Linked DNA regions of Oryctolagus cuniculus: region 1 is linked to region 2. Evidence: chromatin contacts called from public Hi-C data. All regions are on one chromosome and are shown on one strand. The core of a region is the stretch at or near the end of the contact, and the rest is flanking DNA. Distances in the headings are between cores, read along the strand shown. Region 1 overlaps TJP1 (tight junction protein 1). Region 2 overlaps TJP1 (tight junction protein 1).

What was found. A called contact is a pair of places that touch in the nucleus more often than the background predicts.
Region 1: a Hi-C map of psoas muscle shows a contact between it and region 2, with 5 times the contacts expected there. The contact joins two enhancer-like sites. A contact is called at or near these places in 3 of 6 Hi-C or Micro-C datasets (ear pinna, psoas muscle and an unstated tissue).

The regions. Positions count from the first base shown.
Region 1 is chr12:11,134,151-11,137,279 of mOryCun1.1, forward strand. It overlaps TJP1 (tight junction protein 1), which reads left to right. Exons shown (of 28, transcript XM_070053525.1): 7 at 1,931-2,034; 8 at 2,957-3,125. Among named protein-coding and RNA genes, the nearest start is that of ENTREP2, 140 kb to the right of the region's middle. Within about 2 kb of position 1,356, at least 1 of the 8 cell types and tissues checked has an H3K27ac peak or open chromatin away from gene starts, as enhancers often do.
Region 2 is chr12:10,953,257-10,956,245 of mOryCun1.1, forward strand. All of the region lies in intron 2 of TJP1 (tight junction protein 1), which reads left to right. Among named protein-coding and RNA genes, the nearest start is that of TJP1, 35 kb to the left of the region's middle. Within about 2 kb of position 1,320, at least 1 of the 8 cell types and tissues checked has an H3K27ac peak or open chromatin away from gene starts, as enhancers often do.

The DNA of each region.
Region 1 (3,129 bases), core at 106-2,605, 180 kb after region 2:
CCCTTCGTACTTCTCTGTATGTTTGTTTTAAATCATTGCATCAACGCCATGCTCCCCCACCCTCTCCCCCACCCCAAATTCAGCACAGTCTTCTGGTATGATTTTCTGTTTCCTGTTTAAAGTTCTGCCTTTAGCATTTCTTCCTCAGAGTGGCCTACTCTGACCCCACTGTATGCAGTGCCCTGTACAAGGGGTCTTCAGAAGGTTCGTGGAAAATGTATATTATGAGAAATCTATTCATGGATTTAAATTTTTTTATGTGTGAAAATAAACTTACCTTGTAATTCTATTTCAGCGAACCTTTTGAGGCATGCTCATATTTCCACTGTCTGAACTGCTTGTCACATTTGTGATTGCCATAGTAACGCCTTTTTCTTTACTGACAAGGCAGGTTGCCAGGCTTACAGGGACTGTTTGTCATTTTCTACTTTATGTGTAGTGCCTGGCATAGTTACGTTCCCCAGGAAATATTTGGGATAAATGACCAGAATAATCTGTAAGTAATATTTAATGGTCGTTTATAAGTTTTTTTTTTTTTTTTTTTTTTGGACAGGCAGAGGCAGAGTGGAAAGTGAGAGAGAGAGAGACAGAGAGAAAGGTCTTCCTTTGCCGTTGGTTCACCCTCCAATGGCCGCCGCGGCCAGCTCACTGCGGCCGGCACACCGCGCTGATCCGATGGCAGGAGCCAGGAGCCAGGTGCTTTCCCTGGTCTCCCATGGGGTGCAGGGCCCAAGCACCTGGGCCATCCTCCACTGCACTCCCTGGCCACAGCAGAGAGCTGGCCTGGAAGAGGGGCAACTGGGACAGAATCCGGCGCCCCAACCGGGACTAGAACCCAGTGTGCCGGCACCGCAAGGTGGAGGATTAGCCTAGTGAGCCGCGGTGCCAGCTATAAGTTTTTAACCTTGAATAAGATAAGCCTTAACCGCTGCTCTGTCCCTGTGTGAAGTAATGGCCATTTCCAAAGCACATATAGCTATTTGCCTAATTCCTTGCCTGCATCTTGTAAACAGTAATTCCTCCCCACCCCCACTGTCTTCCTGCTTATACTCACTCTCGGTATATTTATCTTAAGTTAAACTTTAACTGTGGTGTAACTTTTAAGGCACTTGAGTGGCAGGTCTGCTAATCTATCCCCTATTAAAAGCACTGTTCTGTCCTGGTGTTTATGTGTTGAATCTAGTAAGTCTCAGAGTCGTCTTTCTCTCCTCGCACAGTCAAGGACAGTCCTTTTCCTAGTGACCTTATACTGATAGTTGTGTTGTAAAAAGATTTTTTATAGAGATGTTGGCAGAACCTATTCTGGTTCTCTGGACTCTCCCGGTGACGTCTTCAACTTTGTACCACTCCCTGGCCCACAGAGTTACTGCTGCCTCATTGCTGTGCGCTGCACTGTTTGTATAGAGGAAGGACTTGGCACGCGGTCTCCTGCTCACGTCTGCCTGGTGGATGTCAGCCTGTGGGCTCATACAAAGTAGTGGACACTGCGTCTCTGACTAGGGCTCCAGAACCAGATGTGTGCAGGATCAGAAATACTCCTCCAGGAGCTTGGAAGAACAGAAGTGACTATCAATAATCGTCATCCATAGAATGGTCAGACTCCCCCAGAGTGTCCGGCCTCAACCAGCTTGCTTTTTAGAGTCATATTCATTCTGAGAAACTCGTGGTCAAAAAATGATGTTCTCTTCTGGCCTTTCTTCCTTTCAGCACAAAAATATTTTGTTTGTAGCGCACACTTCCACTTTGATCTCAGGATGACATTGCAGACTTTCTGATGATTAGATAGAATGTCATAATTGCAGAGTGGGCAAGAATAATTTCTGATGATTCATTGTATTTTAAAATTCTTGTGTGTGGATTAATAGTCTTATGCCTTTAAAACTCTGTCTTGGGATTTTACAATAAAGATGTTTAAATATATTTATTTCAGAATATGGTCTTCGATTGGCCAGCCACATATTTGTAAAGGAAATTTCACAAGATAGTTTGGCAGCAAGAGATGGCAACATTCAAGAAGGTGATGTTGTATTGAAGGTATAGTCATATTGTTTCATCCTAATGACCCCAACCAGAAAGCAGGTGCCAGAGTTACCATAGCGCTGCTGGTGTCCGAAGCTGTTTCACCCCCGAGAATTCAAAGTCAGTGTCTGAGGACCAGGGACCCAGCACGCCTCTGAGCATGCCTCTGAGGCTTTGGGTATGAGATCATCCTGGAAGAATTAATTGCTACAGATGTGTATCATTCAGCAGCAGAAATGACTTTGTAGGTAGACAAGTCTGCTCTTACACATTAAGTGGTTTTGACTGTTGCTGCGGAAAATATAGAAATGTTTGTTTTATTGGTTTGCTTATGAGTTATAGAACAGAACAGGATTTTGGGAGGGGCCAAGGGATGCTAATTTGGCTTTTTCTAACAGCAACAGTGTTGTAAAGATGTGATAGTTTGAGGAAGATGGAATGCTGAAATAATTCAGAAAAGTATAAAGGGGATACTTTGATTCTTTTTTTTTTTTTTTTTTTGACAGGCAGAGTGGACAGAGAGAGAGAGAGAGAAAGGTCTTCCTTTGCCATTGGTTCACCCTCCAATGGCCACCGCAGCCAGCGCGCTGCGACCGGCACACCGCGCTGATCCGATGGCAGGAGCCAGGTGCTTCTCCTGGTCTCCCATGGGGTGCAGGGCCCAAGCACCTGGGCCATCCTCCACTGCACTCCCTGGCCACAGCAGAGAGCTGGCCTGGAAGAGGGGCAACCGGGACAGGATCCGGCGCCCTGACCGGGACTAGAACCCAGTGTGCCGGCGCCGCAAGGTGGAGGATTAGCCTAGTGAGCCGCGGTGCCGGCCGATACTTTGATTCTTAACACTAGTTTGAATAATTCTGTCTGTAATAGACTAAGTTAACATTTGTATCCTATTTGCCACTTAATTTCAACCTGTAGTTTTTTCTTTCCATTGCAGATAAATGGTACGGTGACAGAAAATATGTCATTGACTGATGCGAAGACGTTGATAGAAAGGTCTAAAGGCAAGTTGAAAATGGTAGTCCAGAGAGATGAACGGGCGACCTTGCTGAACGTCCCTGACCTTTCTGACAGCATCCATTCTGCTAATGCCTCCGAGAGAGATGGTGA
Region 2 (2,989 bases), core at 70-2,569:
TAGTGCATCTGTGCACACACACGGCTCCAGTCCACCGAGGGCCTGGAGGTGCTTGCCTTTGAACAGGCGTCCTGTTCCGGGCATCAGAATGAGAGCCGTTTAACACACTGGTTCTCAGCGACTTCTGAGTACTACAATGGAAAGCAGGCGTGTCGGGATGCGTTGTTTGCTAGCTCTGTGTTCCATTGGGGAGAGGCCCCCACTTGGTAGTAATTGGCAGACGCTTGGTGAGGCCCGGCTGTGTGCATGCCCGCCCTTTACCCTGGCCTGGGGTGGGCCCGAGAAGGCCGCCCGAGAGGGAAGGGAGAGACGAGGTGCTGTGGTTAGGGTCCCTGCAGTTGTGACAGATCCCGCAGAGGCTGGCCTGGGCGGGGTCAGCAGACTGCCCCCGTCCTGGCAGACTTTCCCTGTTGATTCTGGAAGTCCCCCTCGAGAGCCCCTGGCTGGCTTGGGCGACAGATCGGTTTTCAGATGTGTGCTGCCCTAGTCCTTTGGTTCACTGTGATGTAACCCCATGACCCGAGCGGCATCGAAATGACAGAAGTGGGTTTCTCACCGTTCCCGGGGGCGGGGAAGGCTGGGAAGGAGGCAGATTCGGTGTCTGGTGAGGGCCCCCGTCCTCACATGGGAGACGGGGTGAACCAGCTCCCTGAGGCCTCCCTCTTTCATGGGGGCCTGAGGACCCCCCCTCAGGAGCTAACCCCTTCCCAAAGGCCACACCTCCTAATGCCATCACCTCGGTCCTGTGGATTTCAGCCTGCGAATTCAGGGCTCTGGCACCTGGCATGTGGCCACACGGTGTCCCCGCCTCCTCCGGCAACTCAGTCGCTGGGCAGTGAGTTTCACCTGCAGACGTGCGGAGAGCCTGCCCTGGCGTGAGGGGTGGACAGAGTTGCAGGCCTGGAAATGGCTGTCTCTGGGTACAGCCCGGCTCTGGTTTGGAAAGAGGGTAGAATGTGGACCAGAGGGGCTGGGAGCTTCCGGGAGAGACCCTGGGCTGCTGGGGGTGGGAGGGTCTCTGCAGAGAGGGTACACAGCTGCAGTGCCGAGACGCCTCAGGCACCCCGCCCACCCCGTACAAGGAGAGTCAGGTGACCTTTCCTGCTAATCACGAGGCCACATGCGGTGCCGATGGCTGGGAGCCGGCAGGACAGCATCTCAGTGAGACCTCAGCAGGGCCTCCCAGCTCGAATGTCCCTGTGCCGAGACTCTGGGGGGCGCCCTCCCCTCGCAGGGGACAGAGTAGGCTGAACCGTCATCCATGGCGCGTTCACTGTGGCTAAGACCCTGACCTCGGGAAAGGCACGCTTCCGCTTATTTTATCCCAACTCCTCAGGGAGCTGACAGGCACAGGGACTCTGCTGCCCCAGCCCCAGCGCGGGTTGGCCGGTCGCGCTGGCCGCTCAGCCGGCCACAGGGGGGCAGGGCAGCTCAGCAGCCTGGGCCGGCCGTCCATTTCAGGTCCTTTGTGCTTAAAAGCGCTCTGTCTCCTGGCTCCTACTTCATGTCCCTCAGAGCCCCATTTAGGTGCTGAGATGGGGCTGGCAGAGCCACGTGGTTCCAGTGTGAGGCTGGGTCGGTTGCTGCAATCGCTGGACGTGAGTGAGGACCTGAAGCTGCTTAGGGCAGAGGGGAACTGAGCCGCCCTGAGCCCAGAGCTGTGCTCACCGGAAGACGGGGACACAGCGACAGCGCTGGCTCTGTTTTGTTCTTTGGGATGAAAAGGAAAGTGCTGCCCACCCCCCTTGTTATTGTGTAGTGAAAGTCATTATTTTTTTATTATTTTTTTTATTTTTATTTTTTTGACAGGCAGAGTGGACAGTGAGAGAGAGAGAGACAGAGAGAAAGGTCTTCCTTTGCCGTTGGTTCACCCTCCAATGGCTGCCGCGGCCAGCGCGCTGCGGCCGGCGCACTGCGCTGATCCGGTGGCAGGAGCCAGGAGCCAGGTGCTTTTCCTGGTCTCCCATGGGGTGCAGGGCCCAAGCACCTGGGCCGTCCTCCACTGCACTCCCTGGCCACAGCAGAGAGCTGGCCTGGAAGAGGGGCAACCGGGACAGAATCCGGCGCCCCAACCGGGACTAGAACCCGGTGTGCCGGCGCTGCTAGGCGGAGGATTAGCCTAGTGAGCCGCGGTGCCGGCGTGAAATTCATTATTTAAAGCTGGCTCTTTACCTGTGCTCCACATGGGATTTTTTTGTTTTCGCTGTTTTAAGAATCCTGCTTTGTGGGCTGGTGCTGTGGCGTAGCGGGTAAAACCGCCGCCTGCGGTGCCGGCATCCCATATCAGTGCCAGTTCTAGTCCCGGCTGCTCCTCTTCCAGTCCGGCTCTCTGCTGTGGCCTGGGAAAGCAGTAGAGGATGGCCCAAGTCCTTGGGCCCCTGCACCCTCATGGGAGACCCAGAGGAAGCTCCTGGATCCTGGCTTTGGATCAGCGCAGCTCTACCATCTGGGTTTGAACCAGCAGATGGAAGACCTCTCTCCCTCTCTCTCTGCCTCTCCTTCTCTCGGTGTGTAACTTTGACTTTAAATAAATAAATAAATAAATAAATCTTTTTTTTATATAAAAAAGCTCTCTTTGATGCTCATCGTCACGTTTCACTGTGGCCTCAGCCATGTCGGGAAGCATTTGCTGACTTTGCTCTCTGGAGTTGAATCCCATGTTAGATGTTGAGAGATGTATTGTAATTAGAGAATGAAAGCCATGAGCTAGCTGTTAAAACTTTTCACTGTTTCCCTCTCTAACTGTGCACTTCAGAGTTACTGCATTCGATTAGGTGACACATAATCATTCGTCTTTTCATGCTGTTTTGGCATGAAAATTAATTTGCAACACTTCAGAAATCACATAATTCAGTATATTCTCGTTATTGCTGTTCACATTTTTAAAGGCTTGTTTTAGCCACAGGCTTCTATGTAAACGTGCTTCACTCTAGACGGTGCCGTGGGAAGCCAGCCTGTTCACAGCGGAGCGTTGGAGTGATTCAAACGT